Linked DNA regions of Mus musculus: region 1 is linked to region 2. Evidence: chromatin contacts called from public promoter capture Hi-C data. All regions are on one chromosome and are shown on one strand. The core of a region is the stretch at or near the end of the contact, and the rest is flanking DNA. Distances in the headings are between cores, read along the strand shown. Region 1 holds the start of Dusp12 (dual specificity phosphatase 12). Region 2 holds the start of Tmco1 (transmembrane and coiled-coil domains 1).

What was found. Promoter capture Hi-C pulls out the DNA fragments that hold promoters and counts their contacts.
Region 1: a contact with region 2 is called in a promoter capture Hi-C map of embryonic stem cells. The contact joins the promoter of Dusp12 here to the promoter of Tmco1 in region 2. A contact is called at or near these places in 1 of 39 promoter capture datasets (embryonic stem cells) and 1 of 484 Hi-C or Micro-C datasets (embryonic stem cells).

The regions. Positions count from the first base shown.
Region 1 is chr1:170,883,082-170,889,598 of GRCm38.p6, forward strand. Dusp12 (dual specificity phosphatase 12) reads right to left here and starts at 2,459. Exons shown (of 6, transcript NM_023173.2): 1 at 1,986-2,459. The coding sequence starts at 2,326.
Region 2 is chr1:167,307,342-167,313,661 of GRCm38.p6, forward strand. It overlaps Tmco1 (transmembrane and coiled-coil domains 1), which reads left to right and starts at 1,329. Exons shown (of 7, transcript NM_001039483.1): 1 at 1,329-1,592; 2 at 1,965-2,042. The coding sequence starts at 1,523.

The DNA of each region.
Region 1 (6,517 bases), core at 1,209-3,708, 3.6 Mb after region 2:
TGACATCTGTCAACTTCCTGCCCCAGAGAGCTGCAGGGGGCTGAGGGATGACCTGATTTCTGGGAGAAAGAATCAGAGCCTGTGATCTATCAGGTTGGGCTTAGTAGCTAACCACACTTTTTGACCGTTCTGTGTACATTTAAAAAAAAAAAAATGTAGTGGCTACAGGACAAATCCAAGGTCCAAGGTCCTTTGCTCTTAACGTTGGAGTCTCTCCAGATCTCAGTATTCGTGCTTTTGCTTCTCTCTCTCCCCACTCACCCTAGGGCAAGACAGAGAGGTTAGAAGACCTCTTCTTCAATCCTAAGCACAAACTCCAGAAGTCGTAAGTAGCTTATGTGTAATAACACCAGCACTAGGAGGCAGATGCAGGAGGACCGCAAGCTTAAGAGACTGTCTGGACTACACAGCAAACCTTCCATCTCAAAAACAAAAACAACAAAAATATGGAGAGAAAAATATCACTCTAACTTTCCTCCACCTTACTAAGAACCCGCCACAAAGGCATTCTCTTAAGATTAGGGCTATGCCGCCACAGTAACAGAATGTTTGCCTAACATGCTAGCAAGACAAATCAATTCTCGGATCTATTTAGTCTGATATATCCTAAGACAATAATTCCAGAAAGGGCTTTGCCTATACACCAGAAGAAACAGCTCAATACAGGTCAGGCTGACTTTCCTGGCTCATTCGCTAAGCATTATGTCACACTCCTCTTGTCCAACCTCTTTTTTTTTTCTTTCTTTATTTTTTATTTTATTTCATTTTTGGTTTTTTGGTTTGTTTTTGTTTCCGAGGCAGGGTTTCTCTGTATAGCCCTGGCTGTCCTGGAACTCACTTTGTAGACCAGGCTGGCCTCGAACTCAGAAGTCCGCCTGCCTCTGCCTCTGCCTCCCCAGTGCTGGGATTAAAGGCGTGCGCCACCACCGCCCAGCCTCAATCACTTTTCTATACAACTGTCCAGTCTTAATTATTCCAAGAATGTGAACCGTTTTTGTCTTAGTCAGGGTTTCTATTCCTGCACAAACATCATGACCAAGAAGCAAGTTGGGGAGGAAAGGGTTTATTCAGCTTACACTTCCATGCTGCTGTTCATCACCAAGGAAGTCGGGACTGGAACCCAAGCAGGTCAGGAAGCAGGAGCTGATGCAGAGGCCATGGAGGGATGTTCCTTACTGGCTTGCTTTCCCTGGCTTGCTTTCTTATAGAACCCAAGACTACCAGCCCAGGTGGGTGGGACCTTGATCACTAATTGAGAAAATGCCCCACAGCTGGATCTCATGGAGGCACTTCCCCAACTGAAGCTCCTTTCTCTGTGATAACTCCAGCCTGTATCAAGTTGACTCACAAAACCAGTCAGTACAGTTTTCCTTTGGTCCGTGAATGTTTCTCTAAACTTGCCCGTCACGTATAACTTTGATTAAAAATCCTCCAGCATGGTTTCACACTCAAGGTGTGCAGCCCTCTGGACAGAAGCAGGTGGACATCTGTGCTTTTTGAAGCCAGCCTGCTCTACATAGCGAGTTCCAGGCCTGCCAGATCTATACAGTAAGACCCAGTCTCAAAAAACAAAAAGTCACATGTTTTTCCCTTGTTAATCACAGTGGCCTTTAGGGCGAGGAAGTATCACGTATTTTCACCCCAATACATCTGACCTGTATTACATTCGCCGGCTTGAGTGTCTGACTTCTCTTACAAATCTGATAAACTTTAACCTAACCCCCAAAATATAGACAAGCAGATAGAACGATGGACGAATGGACGGATAGATGGATGCACAGACAGACAGACAGTTGCTGCAAGATGAAATCAAACAAAACACTAACCAAGGGCGGGTTTTGGAACCCTCATTGGAACCACACACCCCAAGGGAAGATGAGGAACGAGGGTCTTGGCTCTGACAGCCTGGAACCTCCACTTTTGGGCGCCTCTGCAGAGAGGCGAGACCCGGTGCAAGGCACCGCCCCCCTGCACGTGGCACTCACCAGTGCACCAACACCGCGCGGCCTTCGGAGCGAGCCTGGCCGATGAAGGCCACGCAGCGATCCAGGTGGCTGAGCAGGTCGGTCTCGGGTTTGTCCAGCGCCGGCACGAAGAGGCTCCGGAGACCTTCGAACCCAGCCCCAGCCGGGAAAGCCGGTTCAGAGTCCACCGTCAGCACGGCGGTGATGCCCGCCTCCCTCAGATGGCCCGGTTCCGCCACTGCCGCTGCCCCACCCAGATACAGCCCGGGCCGCACTTCCACGGCGTGCCCTGCCGAGCTGGCGGGACTGGCAGTCGGAGCCTGGCGCTCGCAGCCATGGTTAGAACCCTGCGCTTCCAACATGGCAGAGCCAGGAAGCCAGGCAGCCGCTGCCCGCCACCAAGTCACCGGCTAGAGTGACTGACTCCTGTGTCGGAATAGCTCCAGCCGCTCAGCAGCGCCGTGGGAGGACCATGGCAATAGGGAAAATGACTGCTTCTGGGGAAGGTGATGTGAGCCGTGCTCGGGCTGTGTGCTTAAATAAGCTCCATTTAGAGCAGCTTTTCCACCCAACCTTCTAAAGTCCAAGGCAGAAAAATAAAGTCTCCATTCATCCGTTGCTGGTAGGACCACAAACTTGTACAGTCACTATGGAAATCAGCTTGGAGGTTCCTCAGGAAAATGGGAATCTATCTCAAGATCCAGCAAAGCCACTCTTCCTACCATTTGAGACATTTGCCCAACCATGTTGCCTATTGATGCCTCATAATAGCCAGAAATTGGAAACAACCTAGATGTACAACAGAAGACTGAATAAAGAAAATGTGGTACATTCACACAATAAGGTATTACTCAGCCATTTTAAAAAAAAAAAATAAAATTTGCAGATAAATGGATGAAACTCGGGAAAAAAAAATCATTCTGAGTGAGGTAACCCAGACCCTGAAAGACAAATCTGGTATGTATAAGCTTATATGTGGATATTAGCTGTGATAACTGATGTGTTAAAATAGAGGCTCGAGTCTGAACACAGTACACTGGGCCCAAACAGTTCCACGTGTAAGAATTTTATTGGGGGATGGGAGGGAGGTGGCGGCAGAAAGAGAAGTGAGGGAGGGAGGGAGAGGGAGAGATGGGGGCAGCTCTGGAGTGGGATGTTCTTCTTGAGGCTTTTGGGGTAGAGAGGGAAGAGCTTAGGCGGAGGGTAGGACTTTGTTGAGATATTTAGGGATGCTGTATAATAAAGCGTTTACTTATCTAAGCCTAAGTTACCGTGCTGTTGTAGCTGATCTGCCTTCTGTGATCCTCTGAGGCCAGAAACTACAGTTTCTGGCAACTAGCACCTCTTCTTCAAGCCACAAGAGAGATAGATAGATATGTCTATCTCAGCAGGAACTGCTGGGCTCTAACTTTCAGCCTGCTAGTCCGGTCTCAGGAAGAGAAGACACTTAGATAAATAATTATAGAGTTTATTACCAAGTTGTAAAAAGTTTCCTATGAAAGCTATCTAAGGGGAAAAGCAGAAAGATCCTGAGTGGGTAAAGGGAAAAATTCTCTAAGTGGGGAAAGGGAAAAGAATCTAGTCTAAGTGGGGAAAGGCAAAAAAGTCTCCTCTATTGATCTTAGCTCTCCATTGATCTTAGTTCTCTATGATTCTTTCGTGTCTCTTTGTCCTTGGTACTTATACGTCTTCCAGAATACATGATCACATGTTACAAGTTCATCACAAGTTCACACAAAAAATCAAATCATAAATTGAAATAGAAGTTTACAGCAGAGAATGTTTACATGCATATCCATTAGGAGTGATTATCTAGCTAAACATCGATCACCTGTCTCAGCTCCACAGGTTCACTGAAGGTTTAAATCCATAAGTTATAAAGTGAAGGTTTGTATAGATAAGCCCAGTTGGTATTTTATCTTCTGTCCTAGCACCTACAATAAATTGTTAGTTGCCTTTTAATGACCTTTGGTTAATTGTTTTACAACCTCTTGGAATGTGCTCTGAGTAGGAGAAGGTCTGGTTACCATCTAAGAGCAATTAACTGGTGATACTTGGGAGAATGACAGATTTCTCATTGCAGCTTTGACTATCAGAAAAGGACCTAACAGCAGTCCTGTTATAAAAGAGCTTAATAATCAGATATAATTTTAGGAATTCCTATAGGATCATCATGAAGACTTAAGTTATCTATTTGTCTATATAGCAACACGACAAGATCTTCATGGATCTGCAGAGATCTGCTCCAAAAGGGTGTGCTACTACTTAGTGATTGTTATATATATTTAATAGTAACAGAAAAAGCATATTAACAGGAAAAGCATATTAATAGCAGGAATCTTTCCTAAAATTAGTCCCTCACAGCCTTGCTTAATGAGGGCTCACCTGTTGCAGATTATATAATAATCCAAAGCAGGCCACTTCAGGATGATCATCTGCTTCCTATTATGGCTCCTGACAGAGTGGGGGGGGGAGAGAGAGGGAGAGAGAGGGAGAGAGAGAGAGAGAGAGAGAGAGAGAGAGAGAGAGAGAGAGAGAGAGAGAGAGAGAGAGAGAGAGGTGTTCCCTTTATTTATATGGAAAACGATGAAACACAGGTAAAAGTGGGAGATGAGCCAAGTAGATTCTGGGAATATGGTGCCTGTTGTCTTGGCAACATGTCTGCAGGTCACCCTGTCACCTATGTGATGTCATAGGTTTGGAGGTCCTGATGCCAACAATAACCAAGCTACAATCCACAGAATCAACTGAGCTTTAGTGTAGAGTAGGGGACAAGAGAGGAAAGACAGCTCTCCCTAGGAAAGGGAAATAGAAGAGTAGTTATGATGGGTTGGGGGTTGACTAGAACAGAAAGATCAAATGGGGAAGGGAAGAGAAAAGCAGGGAGAGATATAAAAGTAAATTTTATATGAGTGGGGTGGCATGAAAACCTAATGCAGTAGAGCTTCCTAAAATGTATATGTCTATGAAAGCAATCTAAATGAAATGTCCAAATAATGGGGGACACAGATTCCCAACTGGACATCTCTTGTCACCAAATGAAGCTTTTAGTGCCAGGACTGGGTTACATCTAATTGAGTTGTCAGTCAATGGGGTCTCATGGAAATCCCCAAACAATTCAAGCTGTTGCCAAGACTATAGGTTGCTCTCACCAACTGATGGCAGGGCTCCATTGCTGAAGACACCATCTACATATCGCACTGAACATGGAGAAGTCGAGCTGGCGCCTTCATAGAGCCTGCACCCATATATACTAGCGTCTTTGGTACAGGAAGGTACTATACACGCTACCAAAGGAGAAATGTAAACACCAACCCAGCCATAACCCCTTTGATCTACAATGGTGTCCTGACTGCAGAATATCCTAGTGCAATGGTGGCACAAGCTTGTGGCACTAACCAACCAATATCTGATTTGACTTAAAGCCCACTACACCAGATAGAACCCATACTGAACTCTGCTTGGGTGACCAGGAACCATGAGATTTGATAGCTGTAGTGGTTTGAATATGCTTAGCCCATGGGAAGTAGCACTATTAGGAGGTGTGGCCTTGTTGGAGTAGGTGTGGCCTTGTTGGAGGAAGTGCATCATGGTATAGGTGGGCTTTGGGGGCTCCTAGTGCTCAAGTTCTGCCCAGTGCAGAAGAGAGCCTCCTCCTGGCTACCTGTGGAGGATAGTTGCTGCTGCCTTTAGATCAAGAGGTAGAACTTTTGGCTCCTCCAGCACCATGTCTGACTGGAAGCTGCCATGCTTCCCGCCATGATAATGGACTGAACCTCTGAAACTGTAAGCCAGCCCTAATTAAATGTTTGCCTTTAGAAGAAAGAGTTGCCTTGGTCATGGTGTCTCTTCACTGCAATAAAACCCTAACTAAGACAATAGCCAGGGACCTAAGGTAAAACCAAATACTGCTGCTTTAAAAAAGAAGAAAGAAAGAAAGAAAGAAAGAAAGAAAGAAAGAAAGAAAGAAAGAAAGAAAGAAAGAAAGAAAGAAAGAGAAAGAAAGTGAAAGAAAAGAAAATCATAATGACATTCTGCTATACATGTATAGATCAGTGCCTTGCTCAGCCATCATCAGAGAATCTTCCTCCTGCAGCAGATGGGAGCAGATACAGAGACCCACAGTCAGACATTCTGTAGAGAGTGAGAGACCTTGAAACTCTCAGCCCTAAGTAGAATATCTTCATCAAATCCTGCCCCTCAGGGCTCCCAGACCCTGCAGAAGAGGAAGCAGAAAGAATGTAAGAACCAGAGAGGATTTAGGGCAGCAAGAAAAAAGACTTTCTCAAGATGGCAGAATCGATCTGCGCACATATGAACTCACAAGGACTCAGGGCGCATGCACAGGCGTGCTCAGGTCTGCACCAGATGGAATCCTAGAACTGAAAGAAGTAGAAACAAACCCATCCCTAACTCAGAAGCAATCTCAAGCTGATAAATGACTGATTTTGGAATTCCTTAAATTCCAAAAGACAAATAGCTAGCTGTGGTGTCTATTAGCATACCAAAGGGTATGCTGGCCTCCAGGCTACTGAGTATCTGTCTGTCAAACA
Region 2 (6,320 bases), core at 79-2,578:
CTTCTGAAGCTTTTCTGAATCCTCCGTGAAGAATCGGTCTTGCGCTCTCAACACTTTAGCTATAATTCTATCTTACTATGGCGTACAATTTCCCTGGGGAATTTTGGAACCAAGGAATCTTATCTTGCTCCATCTTACAGGGCCCAGTACTGTTCCTGACATATATTTAATGTCTATTAAAGACGTATATTTATAGTTATATCTTTATTTAATAGACATATATTTAATATCTATTAAAGGAGTCCTGGATAAATATAAGGCAAGAGAAACTAAAAAGGTAATGCTACAGAAGATTTATAAATTGTGTGCAGTGAAATTTGGAAGAACAATGACAGAAAATGGAAGTCAAACTGGGCATGGTGGCACAGTTATGGAAAGCTAGGACAGGGGGGTCTCTTGAGTGCTCCAGGTCAACCAGGGCTCCATAGTGCAACCCTGTCTCAAAAAAACACAAGGACGCACAAAGGAAGACTTCTGAGTTTTCTTGAGGAAAAAGAGCAGATCTGAGAATTGGGAGGAATCGAGTGCTCTTATATCAAGGCCTTCCCGTCATTTTCTCGCCCCGCTTGCACACGGTAATTTACAGTCCATCACGGAGGACATCTGAGTGTATGAGGCTCTCTCAAGACATCCTACTTTTACACACCACACCTTTTTCTATCCCCGTGTCCGTCCCCCCCCAACCCCCCGGCTGTTTTTTTTTTTCTTTCTTTCTTTTTTTTTTCGAGACAGGGTTTCTCTGTATAGCCCTGGCTGTCCTGGAACTCACTCTGTAGACCAGGCTGGCCTCGAACTCAGAAATCGGCCTGCCTCTGCCTCCCAAGTGCTGGGATTAAAGGCGTGCGCCACCACCGCCCAGCCCCCAAAACACTTCTAACTCAAATTCAACGTTTTCACTTCTTCCCCTTCGACTGCGCCACCGTTCCTTCCAATAAAAGCCCGGCCGCAGCAAGCGAGTTGTGCAGCCCTTCTCCTCCAACGGCGTCCCCGGCATCATAAAGGCTGGTTTAACCAGCGCCCGAGGACTCCTCGACTCGGCTCGCCCAGCCCAGGACCGGGGCGAGCCCCCAGACCCTGACGCTCCGCACGCGGTGGCCTAACTTTTCGGCCACGGAGGCGGGGATGCGGGTGAAGTCCAGCCACCGTGTGACAGGGTTCTAGTGTGAGGTAGGCGATCGGGCTCGGAGAGCAGGTAACGCACTGCCGAGGTCGCAACGCCGCCGCCACCACACCGCCATCCTCCGACCGACCTGGCTTTCCAACTCTCGCGAGACCGGGCCTGGCGCGCGCCTTCGGCCCCCGAGACTTGCGCGTTGCCGCTCTCTCCCGACTATGGCGGCCAGACGGCGGGAGTGAAGCCTGTAGTTCCGGGTCGGCGCCCCGGAAGCGGAAGTGTAGACTCGGGGCTGTCAAAGTTGTAGCGCTCCTCGAGGGTCGGTCCCGCCACGTCTCTTCCCGGTCTCTCTGGCTCTGGAGTGCTTTCCCCCCGCGGAGGGTGGGAGCGCGGGGACAGACGGGCGAGATGAGCACCATGTTTGCAGACACGCTGCTCATCGTCTTTATCTCCGTGTGCACCGCGCTGCTCGCCGAGGGTGAGGGCGGCTGTTTCCTTGGACGTTTGATTAATCCCAGGGTGGAAGGGCACTGGGGTCCCTCGCACCCCATGAGCAAAGATCGGGAGCCTCACTCCCTGCGGCCTGCGTGGTCCGTTGCAAGAAATCCCGGGCTCATCCCCCTATAGAAGCAGGAGAGTAGTGTGGAGTCATACGTCCTGATTTTCTTTACGTATTTGTGGATACACTGAAAAAAACAAAACAAAACATGGGTTGATCTGACTTTGAAAAAAGTTACTGATAAGTATAGAGCAAAATGTCGAAATCCTTTTGTCTCCAATACTAACAATTAAAGATGGTTTGTTGTGATTTCCATTTATTTCTCATTAGCATGTTGCTTTTACTGTTTAGGCATAACCTGGGTCCTGGTTTACAGGACAGACAAATACAAGAGATTGAAGGCAGAAGTGGAAAAACAAAGTAAAAAATGTGAGTATGGTAAGACGGTGGACGGTTCAACACGGGAAGTTCAATGGGTGCATGTTCACAGTAACTAAGAGAGGAGTATACCAAGAATACTACAAGCCAGTGTTCCTTGTTAGGGCAACTGAAATCTCAACACTCAGGAGATGGACATGATTGTGAGTTCGCAGCTAGTGTGGGCTACATAGGGAGATTCATGTTACAAACAAAACCATACTCTAACTTGGTAAAGATAGAAATCAAAGACCTTTGTGCAGCATCTTTAATAAAGCTAAAAGGAATCTGGGTGTGGTAGAGCTCCAGATAGGGCAGGCCTGGTCTACATAGTGCATTCCAGGCTGGATCTACTTCCTGTCGAGACCTTGCCTAAAACGGGGGGGGGGGGGGGGGGGGCGGGGAGCTAAAGGGGAAAGGGGTCATGGCAGACACACACACACACACACACAGAGTCTTCATTCTAAAGAAGAGGTCCTGTTCTGTTGTGAGAGACTATGGAAGATCTCATGGTACAGATGGACCCAGTGCCTTGTGGATTAGTTAGAATGTAGATAGAAGATAAAAGAGGGAGAGGAAATTCTAGGGAAAGGAAAAATCACGTAAACATGGAGATTTGAATGTGTGAGCTGTGTTTGGAGAATAAGTCACTGTGACTAGTGTCAGTGGGAGTGGTACCCTTTAAAGTTTAGCCAAGTTTCAGTCGGGTGAGAAAGCTGAAAAATGATTGAAAAAATGATTAACATGGGTAAAATTTGTGACTTTTGAAGGAAAGTTAAAATTTAGCAGGGCACAGCTGATCATATAAATAAGGCCTTAGGTAGCCCAGGCAGGCCTCACATTTCTGATGCCTCACCCTTAGCTCCCCAGTTACTGGGACTTTGAATGGTTCTCTAAAAGCACAATTGGTATCCAGTGTTGGTTGGTTGTTTTGCTTTTATGAGGTGGGTCTCATTTAGCCCTGCTTGGCTTTGAACTCACTAGCTGAAGATGACCTTGAGCTGATTCTCCTACCTTCCAAGAGATGAACTATAGAAATTCAGAACCCTAAACCATACCTAACTTGGCTTCTAAGAGTTTCTACAGCTACCTTTATTCCTATATCCTTCTTATTTCCTTATATCTTTATAAGTTTTGTGAGTGTCCGTTTTTTGTTTGTTTGTTTGTTTGTTCTGTTTTGTTTTTAATTTTAGACAGGGTCTTATATAGGCCAGGCTAGCCTATAAAAGCTAACTCCTTAGCTGAGTTTGACCTTGAACTTATGATCTCCTGTTTCTGCTCACTAAGTGCTGGAGTCACAGTTATTCACCATCAAGTCAGTTTGTGGGGTGCAGGGGACTGCACTCAGGGCTTTGTGTATGGTAAGCAAGCACTCTGCCAGTTGAGCTGTACTCCTCAGCTCCCCTTGCATTCTTCCCCCCTAAATTATCCTATGTGAGGGGCTCAGAGCAGAGAGCTGTGATAGAGTTCGTGCCTGCCATGCCCAAAGCCTGGAGTTCACCCTCAGCAGTGAAAAATATGTCATTTGGTGCACATAAAAACCATTGTGGTTGGTTATAAAAATGTTTCCACCTTATGGGACAGGAGATTGAGACCCAGGAAGTTAATGATAGACTTACATCACAAGAAAACAAAGAACTGGAGACTAAACTCAGACTTTTGTTTTTGAGCCTAGACTTTGAAAATTACAGTTCGCCATCCTTTATTCAAAGTTGATAGTGTTGGCTCGCCATATTTAAACCAAATTCATTCTATTTACCTTCACAAACATGACCTTCCAGGATTTTCTTACCTTGGTGATTTTATGCTTTTAGCAGGGAAATCCGAAAATCTTTTTTATTTTTTATTTTTATTTTATATATATATATATATATATATATATATTTTTTTTTTTTTTGAGACAGTGTTTCTCTGTATAGCCGTGGCTGTCCTAGAACTCACTTTGTAGACCAGGCTGGCCTCGAACTCAGAAACCCGCCTGCCTCTGCCTCCCGAGTGCTGGGATTAAAGGCGTGTGCCAACATCATCCGGCTTATTTTTATTTATTTATTTACTTATTTATTTTATTATATGTAAGTACACTGTGGCTGTCTTCAGACACTCCAGAAGAGGGTGTCAGATCTTGTTACAGATGGTTGTGAGCCTCCATGTGATTGCTGGGAAATGAACTTAGGATCTTTGGAAGAGTAGTTGATGCTCTTAATCGCTAAGCCATCTCTCCAGCCCCCAAAATCTTTTTTAAAAGAGATTTTTAAATATGCTTGCTTTCTTTGTTGCTGTGTCTACTTGCTAGCTTGGACGTGCTGCTAGGACATGGTTCTTTGTGCTCACGTATGTACCTGTGTGACTGGGAAGTGACTGGTGCATGCTAAACAGGAACATTGTCTTGGGTTTGGGTTTTTTGTTTTGTTCTGCTTTAGGTTTTTTGGCCTTGACTGACTGAGAACTTGCTGTGTAACTCGGGCTGCCCTTGACCTCCCAGCTGATCTTCTTTCTAGTTTAGGGGTTACAGGTATAAGGCACGCCCCCTTTTTCAAGCACTTGTTATTCCTGCCTGTAGTTCATTATCAAAGCCTGTACCTGTTGTCCTCTTGAATGGTTTTAGATCTTTTTACATCTTCCATACCTGCCAAACCCACCTATTCTAAAGTAGCATGTTTCGTTGACTCTATTAAAGCGCCTCATGTGTCTGCCCTTCAGTTATTCAGATTTGCTTTGTAGGGTACATGTAGCATTCTTTTTCAGAACATAAATCTGGTTATGCTACTTGTCTCCTTTATATGGCTTTTAGGATAAAAGACCTGTGTGCTGGGTGGAATGGCACATGTCTGTGATTCTAGTATTCAGGACACTGAAATAGGGAGTCCTCAGTTTGAGGCTAGTCTGAGCTACATAGCTAAACCCAACTTCAAGAAAGCAATGGACAGACTTAGTGCATGCCTTAAATGTCTGAGGTAAAGGCAGGAGTATCTCTGAGTTCCAGGCCAGTCTGGTCTATATAACAAGTTTCAGGCCAGTCAGAGCTGCATAGAGAGACCATGTCTCAAACAAACAAACAAACAAACAAACAAAAGGGAGGAGGAGCAGCAGCTGCCAGGTGTGGTGGGGCTCTAGTTTCTGGCAGCCTGGTCCACATAGTGAGTTAAGGACAGCCAAAGGTTACATAGTGATGAGAACATGTAGAAAGGAAGGAAGGAAGGAATGTGGGTAGATATGGCTTTAGCCCACAAGAGATAGAGCTGCAGTTAAGAATGCTTTCTGTTCTTGTAACACTACCCAGTACCCACACCATGTGGCTCATGGCTGCCTGTAATTCCAGTTCCAGGGATCCATTTTCCTCTTTTGGCCCTGTGAGCATCTGTACAGAAGACATGGTGCATATACAGACAAGCAGACGCGCGCGCGCACACACACACACACACACACACACACACACACACACATTTTTTAAAAAACCTTTTTTAAAAAGATATGACCCAGTAAAACTCAGGAAAATAAGATTCTTCCTTCCCTTCTTTTCTAACATTGTTTGTTTGTCTGTTTGTTTGTTTTTGTGGGTTTTAAGGTAGCAGCTTACTATATACTTCAGGCTTGCTTCTAAGTTGCAGTCTTCCTGCCTCAGCTTCGGCTAGAGTGGCATTACAAGGGTGTAACTACCATGTCTGGCTTTCCTGAAGCCACATCTTATCTCATATTCTCCTGTGCTCTTTGCCTGGTTTCCTAGGGCCCTTTTCTAACTTCTGACTGGGGCTTGGATTTTCCTACTGTTGATTCTGAGTACTTGCTATTCCTTTCATGGTAAACATTTTCCCTTTGTATTTTTTAGTAAACTCTTAGGCTTATTTAGTCTCCAGATCTTTGTACTTTCTGATTTATCCATAGGCCTCTCCTTGGAGCGCTTTCTGCAGTTGTGTGATCACCTCCTCCTATCTCCCCCTTCTCTGGGTTTCTCTGTGTAGCCCTGGCTGTCCTGGAACTGGCCCTGTGGTCCAGGCTGGCCTTGAACTCATATTGTCCTTCCTCTGCCTCCTGAGTGCTGCGGTTAAAGGTGTGCACTGCCACCATCTGGCTACAGTTGCAATCTTTTCGTACCTGTCAACTATGGTTATTAGGATTAGGGCTTTTGCTCTACTCCAGTGTAATGTCTGTGAAGGCAAAGTGGTGTCTCTAGCCCTTAACATGATCCTAGATAGCTGTAACAGTGTGCTTAATAGGCTAAAGGATAAAGTGTCTCTGTAGCACGGCATGTTTCTGAGAAATTTTGTTATGATCACATACTAGTTAGCATGT